Regions from separate parts of the Rattus norvegicus genome. Here region 2 is linked to region 1. The links are chromatin contacts, called in public Hi-C maps. All regions are on one chromosome and are shown on one strand. Each heading gives the region's core, a stretch centred on a gene start, on an enhancer-like site or on the middle of the called end of the contact. The rest is flanking DNA. Distances are from core to core; before and after follow the strand shown. Region 1 overlaps Unc5b (unc-5 netrin receptor B). Region 2 holds the start of Unc5b (unc-5 netrin receptor B).

Region 1 (6,434 bases), core at 1,606-4,105:
ACACACACACACCCTCCCCAAACCTAGTGGTTAAGGAGAAGCCAGCCAATGGGATGCAAAGCCATTGCTTCCAGCCCTTTCTATATGGACCAGAGAGTGTGTCTTATGGGTATCCTGCTCTTGTTGCTAAGGAAGACTGGAGGGAAGTTCCAGCCTCCTGATAGGCTGCTTTGAAGATCACACAGTGGTTTGGAGTGGGCCTGGCACATTGCCCCATTTTAGTCTTAGCAAATGCCCACCTAGGCAGTGAGTCATTGAGTACTTGGGAACAGCTGAGTTAATCAAATTCTTGCAACAACCCTCTAAGGTGTGTTCTGTTGTCTTCATTCATTTGATTGCTTGTTTGTTTTTCAATACAGGGTTTCTCTGAGTAGCCCTGGTTGTCCTGGACTCACTCTATAGACCTGGCTGGCCTTGAACTCACAGAGATCCACTTGACTCTGCCTCCTGAGTGCTGGAATTAAAGGTGTGCGCTACCACTGCCCAGCCTGCTGTCCTCATTTTATAGAAGAGAAATTGAGGCTCAGAGAGGCTGGCTGACAAGTTGCTCAAGATCATATGGTTGAGCTAAGGTTTGAACCCAAGAAACAAAAAATCTGGCTATGCCCACCACCAACATGGTGCGGCATGTGTGGTAACCACTACCAGGTCCTCTGGCAACAGCCAAGGATGAAGTACTGGGGGTTCCTGGGGGCTACTCTGCCTGGCCCTGCTTAGAGGAGAGTTCCTAGCCCCCAGATACAACTCAAGACCACCGTCAACACAGCCACCTGTACTTTCTAGCCGTTAGTCGCTTTATCAGTTTTAATGGTATCACAAGGCCACCAAGAATTTATTATTGTTGTTGTTGTTATTGTTATTGTTATGATGTAGTCAGAGCCGAGGAACTCAGTATGAAAGCTGTTGAGTCATCACTCACAGAACACCTGGTTCAGTCACACGGCCACGTGCACCACTGCTCTCCTCACAACAGCAAGGAAACTGAATCAGCATAAATGCCTATCAATGAAAGAAAATGAAAATGTGGTAGATACACACAGTGGAAGTTTATTCATCCACAAAAATAAAATTCTGCAGCGAAGGGGGGGCAGACCTGAAAATTGTCACCATAAGTATGGTAACTCAGAGTTATTTCATGTTATTTTTCATAGGTAGATCTATGGATCCTAGTTTCTAACATACACACACACACACACACACACACACACACACACACACACACACACACACACACACACCCACCCCTTGGCTGCTTTGACAGACCAACAATGACTCACAGGTGCCACCTGCTGGCCATTCCAGTCATGACACTGACCTTGAAGATCACAAGACCAGCTTCCTGGTCTCTGGGGATCCCAACCAGCACGCTAATCATGGTGAGGTCACACAGCCACCTCACCTCACCTCAGCCCCCAGATTCTCAAACTCTTTTGTCTCCTGTCTCTAAGGCCAGGTTTGAGTCAACCCACACTGCTGTCCTCATAGGGAGGAGTTCACTGTTCTCTTGGCCAGGGACACAGGTGGATATGGGGACCAGTAAGCTGTGCAGGCACTGTATGTGGGAGATCCGAGTCGCCTTAGCAGCCTCAGTGACTGTTCTGGAGGACAGAGGATGTACCACACTTCCAATGGACTTCAGTGTTCACGTCAGGAGACATGATGGACACGGGCAGTGGGAATGGCGAGATTGTTCAGTCCACAGGCTTCTCCCCAGCCATGAAGACACCGAGGTGTCAGGATCTAAGGCACTAGGGTAGGCAGGAGGCAGAGCAAATCTGATCGTCCTGCCCCAGCCTCCTGAGTGCTTCAATTATAGGCACATGTCACCTCACCCCATTCTAGTCCTTTTTTAAAAAAAGATTTATTCATTTATTATATGTAAGTACACTGTAGCTGTCTTCAGACACACCAGAAGAGGGCATCGGATCTCTTTACAGATGGTTGTGAGCCACCATGTGGTTGCTGGGAATTAAACTCAGGACCTCTGGAAGAGCAGTCAGTGCTCTTAACCGCTGAGCCATCTCTCTAGCCCCATTCTAGGCCTTTTATGAAGAAGGAGTAGCTTTGCTTTCCCTGAGGTGACCTTTGACTCCAGGCTCAGGCTGGGCAGAAGTGGGCAGGTTGTCTAGAACCTTCTCTGACCTGGTTCAAATCCTCAATCCGAATTAGATCTGAGAAGGTGGTTTGCCCTTTGTCTGCTAACTTCAGGGGGTCTCCATGAGGGTTGTCACCCAAGGAACCAGATGAAAATGTGCCCCGAGAGCAGTGGTCCTGCAGTCTGGGCAGCAGGTGGGGGATGGCCTCCAGCCATGGGCAAGGATCTGGAGATCTGTACTTCGGGTCCTCGGCCATGGTCACCTGAACCCTTTGAAGAAAGTTGTCTGGACCCCTGCATGTTACCAGCTCAGAAATGAGAGGCACTAACAACATCACACAACAAACTAACTCGACCAGATCAGAGTTCTGCTTCAGGCTGGCTGGCACAGGACAGGGAGGCGAGGAGGGGGTAAGGGACGTGTGCACAGAGCTGTCCCATGCTGGGCACATTTATCATCAATCCTCACAGTGGCTCCTCAGCCCCTGGACACTAGCTAATTCTCCCAGCCCTGACTCCCACTGCATGGAGAATCTCTCCCATTCACTGTGGGCCGCTGTGCTCGGTTGGAAGCGGGCAGAGCTGGAGGAGACGAGCCAACTTATTATTATGTTTTAAAAACACAAACCCCACAGGGTGGACCCCTCCTTGGACGCAAAACACTGCCTCCATCTGGCCCCGGCTCCTGTGGGGTTCAGGCTGCGGTCCCCCTCAGAGGCTGTTACAATGCCCGTTACTCATGACAAATGGGGGCTGGCCAGCTTGGAGGATACCAAGTTGTTCCTAACAAAGAAGGCCTCTCTTACCCAGCCCTGTTCCCACACCCTCCACAGACCCATCCATGCCCATGATGTCATTTCCTGTGATGGCCACAGGAAGCAGTCTTGCCAAGAGGGCTGGGACTTGCAACCTCAGGAGGGTCTCCCTCTGAGGCTCAGACATTCCCACTTACAAGAGTGGGGATGGACACACGGTCCTTGGGGAAGCTATACTGCTGCCCTCCCTCCGGATCATTCCCCTGAACCCTGGGTTCTCTGGCATGGACACCTCCATAGTTAACTTCAGTGCCAGGTTTGGTGGGGTCAGAGCCCTGAGGAATGGTCTTCTGCTTCCTCCTCTCCTAGGTAAGAGGACGAAGGTCTTTTATCCCCCCTCTTCCAGAAAATGACCTTCAATCTCACTCGCGGCATTTAAAAGCCTGTATGGTACCACACACACCAGCCAAACAACATGTTCCATTTTACAGGGCTAGAAACTGAGGCTCAACAGCTAAAGGATACACCCAAGACCATCCAATCGCATTGATGATCCTCTGGACCACTGAGAATAGCTGTATCTGTCGTCTTGGTGAGAATCAGGCCTTGGCCTCAAGCCTAGCATGTGGGCCCCTTCCCCTTCATCTGACCCTCCCATGTTCCAGACCTGTTTGTGGGCACCTCAGCCAAACAATGAGCTAAGCTTATACCCACAGGATCACACACTCCAAACCAGAAATCACCCATTACCATCTCCCTACACATCAAAACCATATCCTGGCAGGGACAGAGGCTCCATTCCTGCGGCCCGCTACGATAATGCTGCCATCTCTCTTCAGGGGATGCCAGCCTTCCACCCTTTTTTTTTTTTTTTTTTTTGGGTGACTTGCAATTTCAAATTCCACCAAACACTCAGCTGCTTCTGTGGACAAGGTGGGAAGTGTGTCCCTGGTACATGGACGGGGTGGGAGTGTGTCCCTGGTACATGGACGGGGTGGGAGTGTGTCCCTGGTACATGGACGGGGTGGGAGTGTGTCCCTGGTACATGGACGGGGTGGGAGTGTGTCCCTGGTACATGGACAAGGTGGGAAGTGTGTCCCTGGTTCTGTGGACGGGGTGGGAGTGTGTCCCTGGTTCTGTGGACGGGGTGGGAGTGTGTCCCTGGTACATGGACGGGGTGGGAGTGTGTCCCTGGTACATGGACGGGGTGGGAAGTGTGTCCCTGGTTCTGTGGACGGGGTGGGAGTGTGTCCCTGGTACATGGACGGGGTGGGAGTGTGTCCCTGGTACATGGACGGGGTGGGAGTGTGTCCCTGGTTCTGTGGACGGGGTGGGAGTGTGTCCCTGGTACATGGACGGGGTGGGAGTGTGTCCCTGGTACATGGACGGGGTGGGAGTGTGTCCCTGGTATATGGACGGGGTGGGAGTGTGTTCCTAGTACTCTCTTCTTTCACCCCACAGCCAGATGCTGTGGATAACCATTTGATGCTTCAGACCACATGGCAACCCCACTCCTTCCTGTAGCCCCGCAGCCTGCAGGCCCTTCCCCATTGGACTGGAGACTTTTTCTTTTGCCCCCCTGGTCTCACCCTGGGGCCATCTTGAGAGTCCTCTGTAGTCCCTGCAACAGCTTCCCTAACCCCACTTTAGAAACGCACATTTCAGGGTTGGGGATTTCGCTCAGTGGCAGAGCGCTTGCCTAGCAAGCACAAGGCCCTGGGTTCGGTCCCCAGCTCCGAAAAAAAAAGAAAAAAGAAAAAAAAACTAAGGTGACAAATAATAGAGGAATGTTCTACACCATCCTCCAAACTCTATATACATGTACAAATAAATGTTTAAAAAAAAGAAACGCACATTTCCTGCTCTGAGCCATCTGGGCAGCTCCAGCCCCTGGGACAACCCTCCCTGACCTCTCTCTTTAGACTGTGTCCCTTCCCCAGGTTCCCAGCTCTTCCGGAACCATCTCAGCTCCAATGCTGTGAGCGCAGGGCATTCCTGAGACAAGCATCCCACACCAGCCCCTCACCTTCACTGTGTCCTTGGCGTACAGACCCTAGGTCACTACAGAGCAAACTCCATGGTGGCCCAGGGCCCTGTCTGTAGAGGTGGGCCCACTAGGTAGGCTTTTCTCTGTCTCTGCTGCCCAGCTTCCTTGGAATCAGGGTAGCAGTTGGGGTACAGGAGAGCCTGGGCCACAGAAACCGACTGGAAAGCCGGATCCTCAGAGCTCAACTGATAACTGTCCCCCGAAACAGAACCAGAGAGGGTATGTTTGGGCCTTCGATCACACAGCACATGATCAGTAGAACCACTGGGCACTAGACCCCCAGGGGCATCACAGGGACTTTATTTTAAAACTCTTTCCTTTGAGCTGGGGGCAAAGTTCAGCAGTTCAGCACTTAACCAGCATGCATAGGCCCTGGGTTCAATCCCTGACACATATAAGTAAATTTACTTAAAAAATTAATTAATTAAATAAATAAATTAAATAAATAAATAAATAAAAAAGCTTTGGTCCGTTCTGATTGTAAAGATAATCATACTGTTGACATTAAATGACATTAAGAATGGTTTGGGAAAAAAAAATATAAAAGTAAAACCCAACCCGTTCCACCATGCCCCTTGATGGCTTAATTTTTTTTTTTTTTCGTTTTGTTGTTCGTTTGTTTGATTGGTTGGTTTTGGGTTTTTTTTTTTTTTTGGTGTTTTTAAATTTTTTGTTTTTGTTTTTCAAGACAGAACTCTGTATAAGAGGTTAGCTTTGAACTCAGAGAGATCTGCCTGCCTCTACCTCCATAGTGCTGGGATTAAAGGTGTGCACGGACACACACAGCCTAAATATTTTGTTACTTGAGAATTTCACACAGGAGCATAGGCATGACCTCCTCCTCCTCCCCCCCTCCCCCTCCTCCCTCTCCTCCTCCTCCCCCTCCTCCCAGTCCTCCTCCCCTCCCCCTCTTCCCTCTCCTCCCCCCTCCCCCTCCCCCCCCCCATCTCCATGCAGCGGGCATCAACCACTGACACCTCACAAGCATAGGAATTTCTCATCTCTAGCTTCTACCATCCCATGCCCTTCTTGGTCTGGAAGCCACTGGTGCTGTCTGACACCCCAGTGGGCTGTCCTCAGAGTGTCCACTTCTCACAGGGCCTTGATTTTCCCATCTGGGACATGGGATCATTTTAATTTGCTCTGCCAATTTCAAGATGCTGGGCTTCTTAAATTCAGAAAACCCTTTCTTCAGCTGGGCTGCCCTGTCAGCCACCGACTCCTCTTCCTTTAGAAGAGAAAGAGGTGGCCTTCAAAGGGGGTGCTGGGGTGCGGGCTTATAGCATTTCTTTTTTTTTTTTTTTTTTTTTTTTTGAGACATGGGTGTTGTTCTGTAGCCCAGGCTTGCTTTGACTGGCAGCAATCCTCCTGCCTCCTGAGTGTGGGATCTCAAGCATGCAATTACGCCCGGCTTGGGCTTGACGGACAGCCTCGGGTTTCCAGGGTCCCAGGGTAGACTTCCAGCCTCTGTGTGTGTAGCCTGCTCTCTGATGACACAGAGCTGTAAAAGGCTGATGCAAGCTGGAAGAAGGGAATG
Region 2 (6,178 bases), core at 3,077-5,576, 43 kb after region 1:
GGTAGCAGGGTTCTCGGTCCCTTCGGACTCATGCTTTTTTTCCTGAATGATTCTCATTATGGGATTCTAAATTTCCTTTAAAGGGGTGAGGGTGGGGGGAGCACTGCCCGCACTTGTTTGGGTTCATTCTGCCTTCACAGCTTTAATGACTCCATTTGTGGAAGCTGTTTAGGAAGCTGGTGGAGAGGCGGAGGAGAAGGCCACTAAGTAGGGGAGCCAGCTCAGGCCTGGCAGCAGCCTCCCCCTTCCCCCTGGAGGCCATCTGCCTAAGCAGCAGTTTCTCTGGGCCCAAGGCCACCAACCTCAACTCAGCCCCGTGCCCAGCCCTTTGCGTGGTCCCTACAGACCTGAGCTTCCATCTGCCTCCTTGCTACCTAAAACTCTACTCCGGAGTCCCCAGGATGGTACCAGCCCCAGGGAGGATTAGGTAGTGTTCACTCAGGATCACCAGCCTTGCTGCCCAAGCACCTGAGATGGAAGGGATACAGCTCACCCTGCTGTCTCCCAAAGTTCAGCCCATAGCCACCCTAGACATGGGGTGACTCAGGGAAAGGACGCTGGAGAGCCCAAACCTCATGCTATCCCGGACGGAAGAGAATGGGGTCATGGTGCCTTTCACCTAAGGATTCCATAAACAAACCAGTGGAGACAGTTGGGCTCCCAACTCTACAAATGAATGTGACCCTGTTGTAAACGGTTGCCATCTGACTCACTCTACAGGCTAAGGAGCTTAGCCGTTGGCCTATGTTTTGCTACAGCCAGTGCTGGATGTTGGTGTCATTTGTGAGCATCTACCCGGTCTTAGGAACCCTATGCCCAACCCTTGGTCCAGCTGTGTTCTGTTGAGCAGGATTCCTGCGTCCCAATCAACCCTCCCTCCCTATTCCTGCTACAAGTCCAGTGAAATCCAATTGCCAAAGGAATTCTACCTTTCAGTGCCCTACTTAGGTAGCGTCTCAATTTCACTCAGCATCCTGAACAGCCTTCCGGTGAGGGAAGAAAGGTTGAAACAATAGCTGAGGCAGGCCCTTGGGCCCTGAGTTCGAATCCTGTCTCTGCTGAGCTCCACTGTGACCTTGGGCAACTCCAAACACTTCCCAAAGCTCCAGCAGTTAAAAACATGGGGGTTGTCAGGTCCTACGGAATTCCCCACTATGCAAGGGGGAGGGGAGGAACCAGAGCAGAGAGATTCCGGGGAGAAATTCCTCTCCTGCACTTCCACACTTTAATGAGAAAGCCCATTAAGACACTTGGATTTCCATTTGTTTAAGCGAGATGGGTGCCCGCTTCGGTGGGTGCAGAGGGAGCTAAGGGTTAAGGCACCAACCAAAAGCCACAGAAGCGGCACCAGCTCAGACGCTGGGAAAACTCCCGCTTTAATTGCAGCTTTAAAAGACTGATCAAGAGCTCTCAACTCCGGCTCAACTGTCCCAGCCAGAGGCCTTGGAAGGGTTGCATGAGTAGGGAGGGGTAGAAGGAAGCTCCCAGAGCAACCCAGGGCCTTTGAAGTGGCCTCTCCCAGCCAGTCACTTGCTGGCTGGTGTCTTCCTAAGGGCCTGCAGTTCTAGGGGTCTGGTTTTGATTCTTTCACCACCAAACTTAGTGCAAAAAAAAAAACAAAACAAAAAAAAAACCAAACCAAAACAAACAAACAAACAAAAAAACCCCACAAAACACAAAAAACCTCAGCACTCTCAAGGAGTTGACTACCAGAATCTCAGGAGAAAGGAGGAACTACCTGTACTTTGTTTGGAGCCTTCCCAGTAATCTCTCCTACCTCGGCAGCAGATCTCAACACAGCCAGATGGAAGGGTTCTGAAGGGCACCCCATCCCCCCAGTCGAAGTTGACCTAACTAATATAAAGGAGCCCAGTGTCCTAGTCAGAAATCAGTGTGAAGAAGATGAGATGTGGAGAAAGACTGAGCTCTAGCCTCGCTTTTCCCCATCTGTGAAATGGGATCAGGAGGGAGTCACTGGAAAAAACCCAAAGAGCATTCTGGTAGAAAGATGCTCTGTGCCTATGGCATTGGGGAAACCAGGCTGTGTGGGAGGAAGAGGCATGCTCTCCCTCCAGAAGGTAAGAAAGGCAGCGTATTCTAGGCAAAGGAAGGCTGCAGGCAGACCCCAGCAGCTGGCCCTTCTCCAGACTAGTGGGCAGGAGGCCCCCCCACCATGCCATGGAATGAACACAATTCCAACACCGCTTCAGCTCACTGGTGAGAAATCAAAGCTGGGTATTACAGGCCATTTCTGACTGGGCACCGTTCATGCCCAAATCCATCAAAGCCCTGGGCCTGGGGCTTCTTCCGGGGTAGATGGGGGCTGAATGCTTTGTTAAGCAGAAAACGCAGGCCACCTCCAGCATTCCTGGCCCAGCCCACCCACCCAGAGCCCAGCAGTCCCATTTTTCTCTAAATGGAGCCCCACCCCCAGTAACTGTGGTATCTATTCCCGATCCCACTACCCTGCTGATAAATATGGGGGGGAAAAACGTTTCCCAGGATGCAACCTGGCCCACGTACTATTTGCAAAGACTTCACTCTACCCTCCAGTCACCCCCAGACACTCTTAAACAGAAACTCACACCCAATCCTGCCCCTCCCACATCTAAGTGCACCCTTTAAAAGGAGGCTGGTTATTTAGCGTGCCTCCTCCCCCTCCCCATCATTACCTTCTAACTTCAAAACACTGCTTTAAATACCCGAGTCTGCCCAAATCATAATTAACTTGGATCAAATGATTGAGTGTTGTAACTTTACAGCACAAGGCTTGGGGAGAAATAAAAAGTGGGGGGATGTGCTAAAAGCAAGCTCAAGCCGTGGGAATCGTTCATTCCAGAGGAGGGACCTTTAGCTCTAGAAGAAAGAGAGAGGTGGGGAGGAGGGGAGAGCGGATGCCATCATCACTGAGGGTGGTGGGGTGGGGAGAGATGCGTCAACTCAAGCACTTTCTGCTAGTTTTCTTTCCCCATTCTCAGGGAGGTCTTTGTATAGGGTGGTCCTCCAGTCCCCAAATCACCTCCGAGAGTTGATTCACCCTAATGACAGTTCACCTGCTTGGGTACCAGAGAGGTTGGTATGAGTGTATACTTTTCCTTCCAAGGAAGACTCAGCCCCCTTTGCAACGCCTAGCCGAGCTACTACAGAGCTAGCAAGACACTTCCACGTTCGCGGTGAGAGAGGAGAATTGGGGACTTTATAAACTTAGGAGTCCGCCAAACCCTCTTAGAGCATCTTTACTGGGTCCAGGGGCAGTGCAGAGGCGAGCTCACTTGGTCTAATCCCCGGACAGCGAGAACGTCAATAACCTATATAAAACAGGCAAAGTCGAAAGGGGACACATTACGCCCCTCCACTCTCTGCCAACACTCACCCCAAAACAATCCACCAACCACAAAACCTTTCTATAACCGCCCGAGCCGTACCTGCGGAGAGCACAGGACTCGGCCCCTCCCCCTTCAATAGCTAAAGCCTTCAGACCTCGGCTCCCCAAAGGCCGAGGGGAAGAAGCGCTTCCAGGGTTCCGCAGTCTCCCGCTCTCTCTCCGTGACCCGCAGAATGCTGCTCGTGCAGCCCGAGGGAGCGTGTACTCAGACTTAAGTTGCAGGCGAACCGCAGCGAACGCACACCTGGCTCTGGCAGCGACAGTTTTTCGGTGGCAATCAGGGGTCACTTGGAAGTGAATCAGACCCCATTCCATAGTTAGCAACTATCCTTGGAGGCAGGAGAAGGGAGCTTCGAGCTTACGTGGCACCCAAGGTGGCCACGCGTCGCCCCCTCTCTCGGGCACCGAAGCTGCCTTTTAACTTGGGTGCGTCCATTGCGTTCTCCGAGCGCAGTGACTCCGCCAAGAACCACCCGAACTTGCAGTTGGACGCTGGGACGCGCCAGAACCACATCCCCTATCCCACTCCCTCTCGCTCCTACCTGCTAAGCTCGGTGTCGGATCCCAGCAGAGCAGCAGCGCCAGCAGCAGCAGCGCGCCCCGCGCCCCGCTCCGGGCCCTCATGCTCCTGTCGCCCGGCCCGGGCGCCTCTCCCTCGGGGTTCTTTCCCGGTCCCCAGCCTCGCCGCCTTCGCCTTCGCCGCCGCCTCGCCGTCCTCGCAGGCGCCCGGCAGCGCCAGCCCGTGCCCTCCGTGGGCGCAGCGGCAACCACGCAGCGCCGGGAGACTGCCCGGAGGCTCGGAGCGCTCCGGGAGTGGACGCCGCTGGGGAACCCGGCTCTGGTGCGCCCTTTCCGCGCTCTCCGGCGGCGACCGCCGTCCGCGCCCTGCTCCGAAGTTGCGCGATCCCAGTGGAGTGCGCTCAGTGGCGCTCGCAGCGGCCGCGCCGCAAAGTCTGTCCAAGTGGGGTGTGCGCTCCCCTCCGCGCCCTGCCGCTCCCCGCGGCTCGGCACCTTCGCCCGCCCCGCTGCTGGCCACAATGCCCAGCGCCGCCGCGCGCTCGCCCTAGAGTCAGCGGGCCGGGCCGGGGACTCACACGATAGGAGGCGGGGCCTGAAGGACGAGGGCGGAGCCACGGGGCCCAGCGAGGGGGGTGCCCTACCTCTGTGTAGGCGCGGCCGAGCTGGGGCCTATCAGAGGGGATCCTTGAAGAACGTAGGCTCCAAAGCACCGGAAAGCCGGTTCACTGAAAGCGGCCCGAGTCTACCGGATTTTCTTTCCAAAAATAAAGGAAATAAACATTCGTGCCCTTCTTAGCTTGGGTGTGAATCAGCTTTCGCTTTTGATTCTATCTCAAAAGGGGTGGGGGGGTGTTTAAGAAAAATGTCAAACACCCAAGTCCTGCTGGAGCGGAGGATGTAGGTGGGGAGTTCCAGCTGTGGATATTTGGGCATGAGTTCGGATAGTGATTGGTTCTATTTGTCTCCACGACCCAGGACAGAACTAGAACTCTACGTAGGATCCGGAAGGATGGCTCATCCTGGGATATGGTGAAACAGCCCAATTGATAAAAGGACATGTGTGGGGAGGGGCCTGCTGCTGTGCTTGGCTCAGTGTATAAACTTGGTTCCGCTCCTTAAGTACTTGACCTTGAAGGAGCTGCTTAGCTGTCTCCGTCATTGTCACCTGCGAAATGGGGAATAATGATGTCAGCTGTCTCCTTAGGGATTGAGGAACGGAATGTAGGAAATAGGAAGAAAGCAAGAAAGCGGGGCACAAATGGTGGCAAGTCTTGAGGGAAGCCGTCATCACCCAAGGGTGATAAGCTAATGTGACCAGATGAGACTTGGGAGATAGACATCACCTCACATGAAACTATCAGCATTCCAGTGTGGAAGCCCATGAATAGGCACCATTTCAGCTAATTCCACAACTCTATGAAGAAGTACCATATACACTCTTTTATAGAGGAGAGAAGTGGGACCATTGGTCCAAGCTTTGAGTGAAGGTGTGAAGGGGATAGGGGAAAAAACCCTCCAGGTGAATATGGTGGCCCACACCTTTAATGCCAGCACTCAGGAGGCAGAAGCAGGACAATCTTGGTGAGTTTGAGGCCAGGGCGCTTACATCGTGAGACCTTGGATGTGGTGAGAGGAGCACTTGGGGTCTCTCCCTGAGGCCTAGATTGGCTCTGAGAAGGAGCTGACAGATACCAAACGTCTCCTTGCTGCCCCCTATCCCTCATCGGCTGACCAGGTAAGCTTTTCCTCCTTGCAGATCTGGAACAGTCCTCTTCTTCAGGAAGAGAGCAGCCTAGCCAGGCTCTGAAGTCCTGTGGGAGGGTGGGAGGTTTACAAAAGAACCTAGTATTTCCAAGTTGTTCCTAGATTGGAGAAGAAAGGGTTTGGGAGCCATAGTTGGTGGTGGTAGTGTGAGGGCAGAGAAGCAAGGCCCCCTAGCTGTGTTTGGGGGAGAGGGAGCAAGAAAGTAGGATTTCTGGACACCCCCTGTATCCCAACTCCACCAAATGAAGACTGGAGATCTATTGGAGGCAGTGGGTATAGGCAACGCCCTGCCTCATGGCTGGCCACCCAGGGCCAGGAGGGTGAATCGGGTGGAGTGAACGCCCAAGGCAGGACTTCGGTTTCTGTGGGCAAAGGTAAACGGGCTATATTTAGCCTGGCCTGGAACAGCATGAGCAGCCGTAGTGGCTGAGCACACCCAGCCTGTTCCACCCATGTCAGACCGCAAGCATGCAGCCATACACGCCCCTGGACAGTTACACATATCCGCAC

What was found. Hi-C and Micro-C count contacts between places; a contact is called where the count stands out from the background.
Region 2: a Hi-C map of Schwann cells shows a contact between it and region 1, with 4 times the contacts expected there. The contact joins the promoter of Unc5b here to the enhancer-like site in region 1. A contact is called at or near these places in 12 of 12 Hi-C or Micro-C datasets (the A7r5 cell line, the Rat2 cell line, Schwann cells and 7 more).

What each region holds. Positions count from the first base shown.
Region 1 is chr20:29,261,141-29,267,574 of GRCr8, forward strand. All of the region lies in intron 1 of Unc5b (unc-5 netrin receptor B), which reads right to left. Among named protein-coding and RNA genes, the nearest start is that of Slc29a3, 36 kb to the left of the region's middle. Within about 2 kb of position 2,856, at least 41 of the 93 cell types and tissues checked have an H3K27ac peak or open chromatin away from gene starts, as enhancers often do. A contact at or near this core is called in Schwann cells, where this site is marked.
Region 2 is chr20:29,302,944-29,309,121 of GRCr8, forward strand. Unc5b (unc-5 netrin receptor B) reads right to left here and starts at 4,327. Exons shown (of 17, transcript NM_022207.2): 1 at 3,928-4,327. The coding sequence starts at 4,009.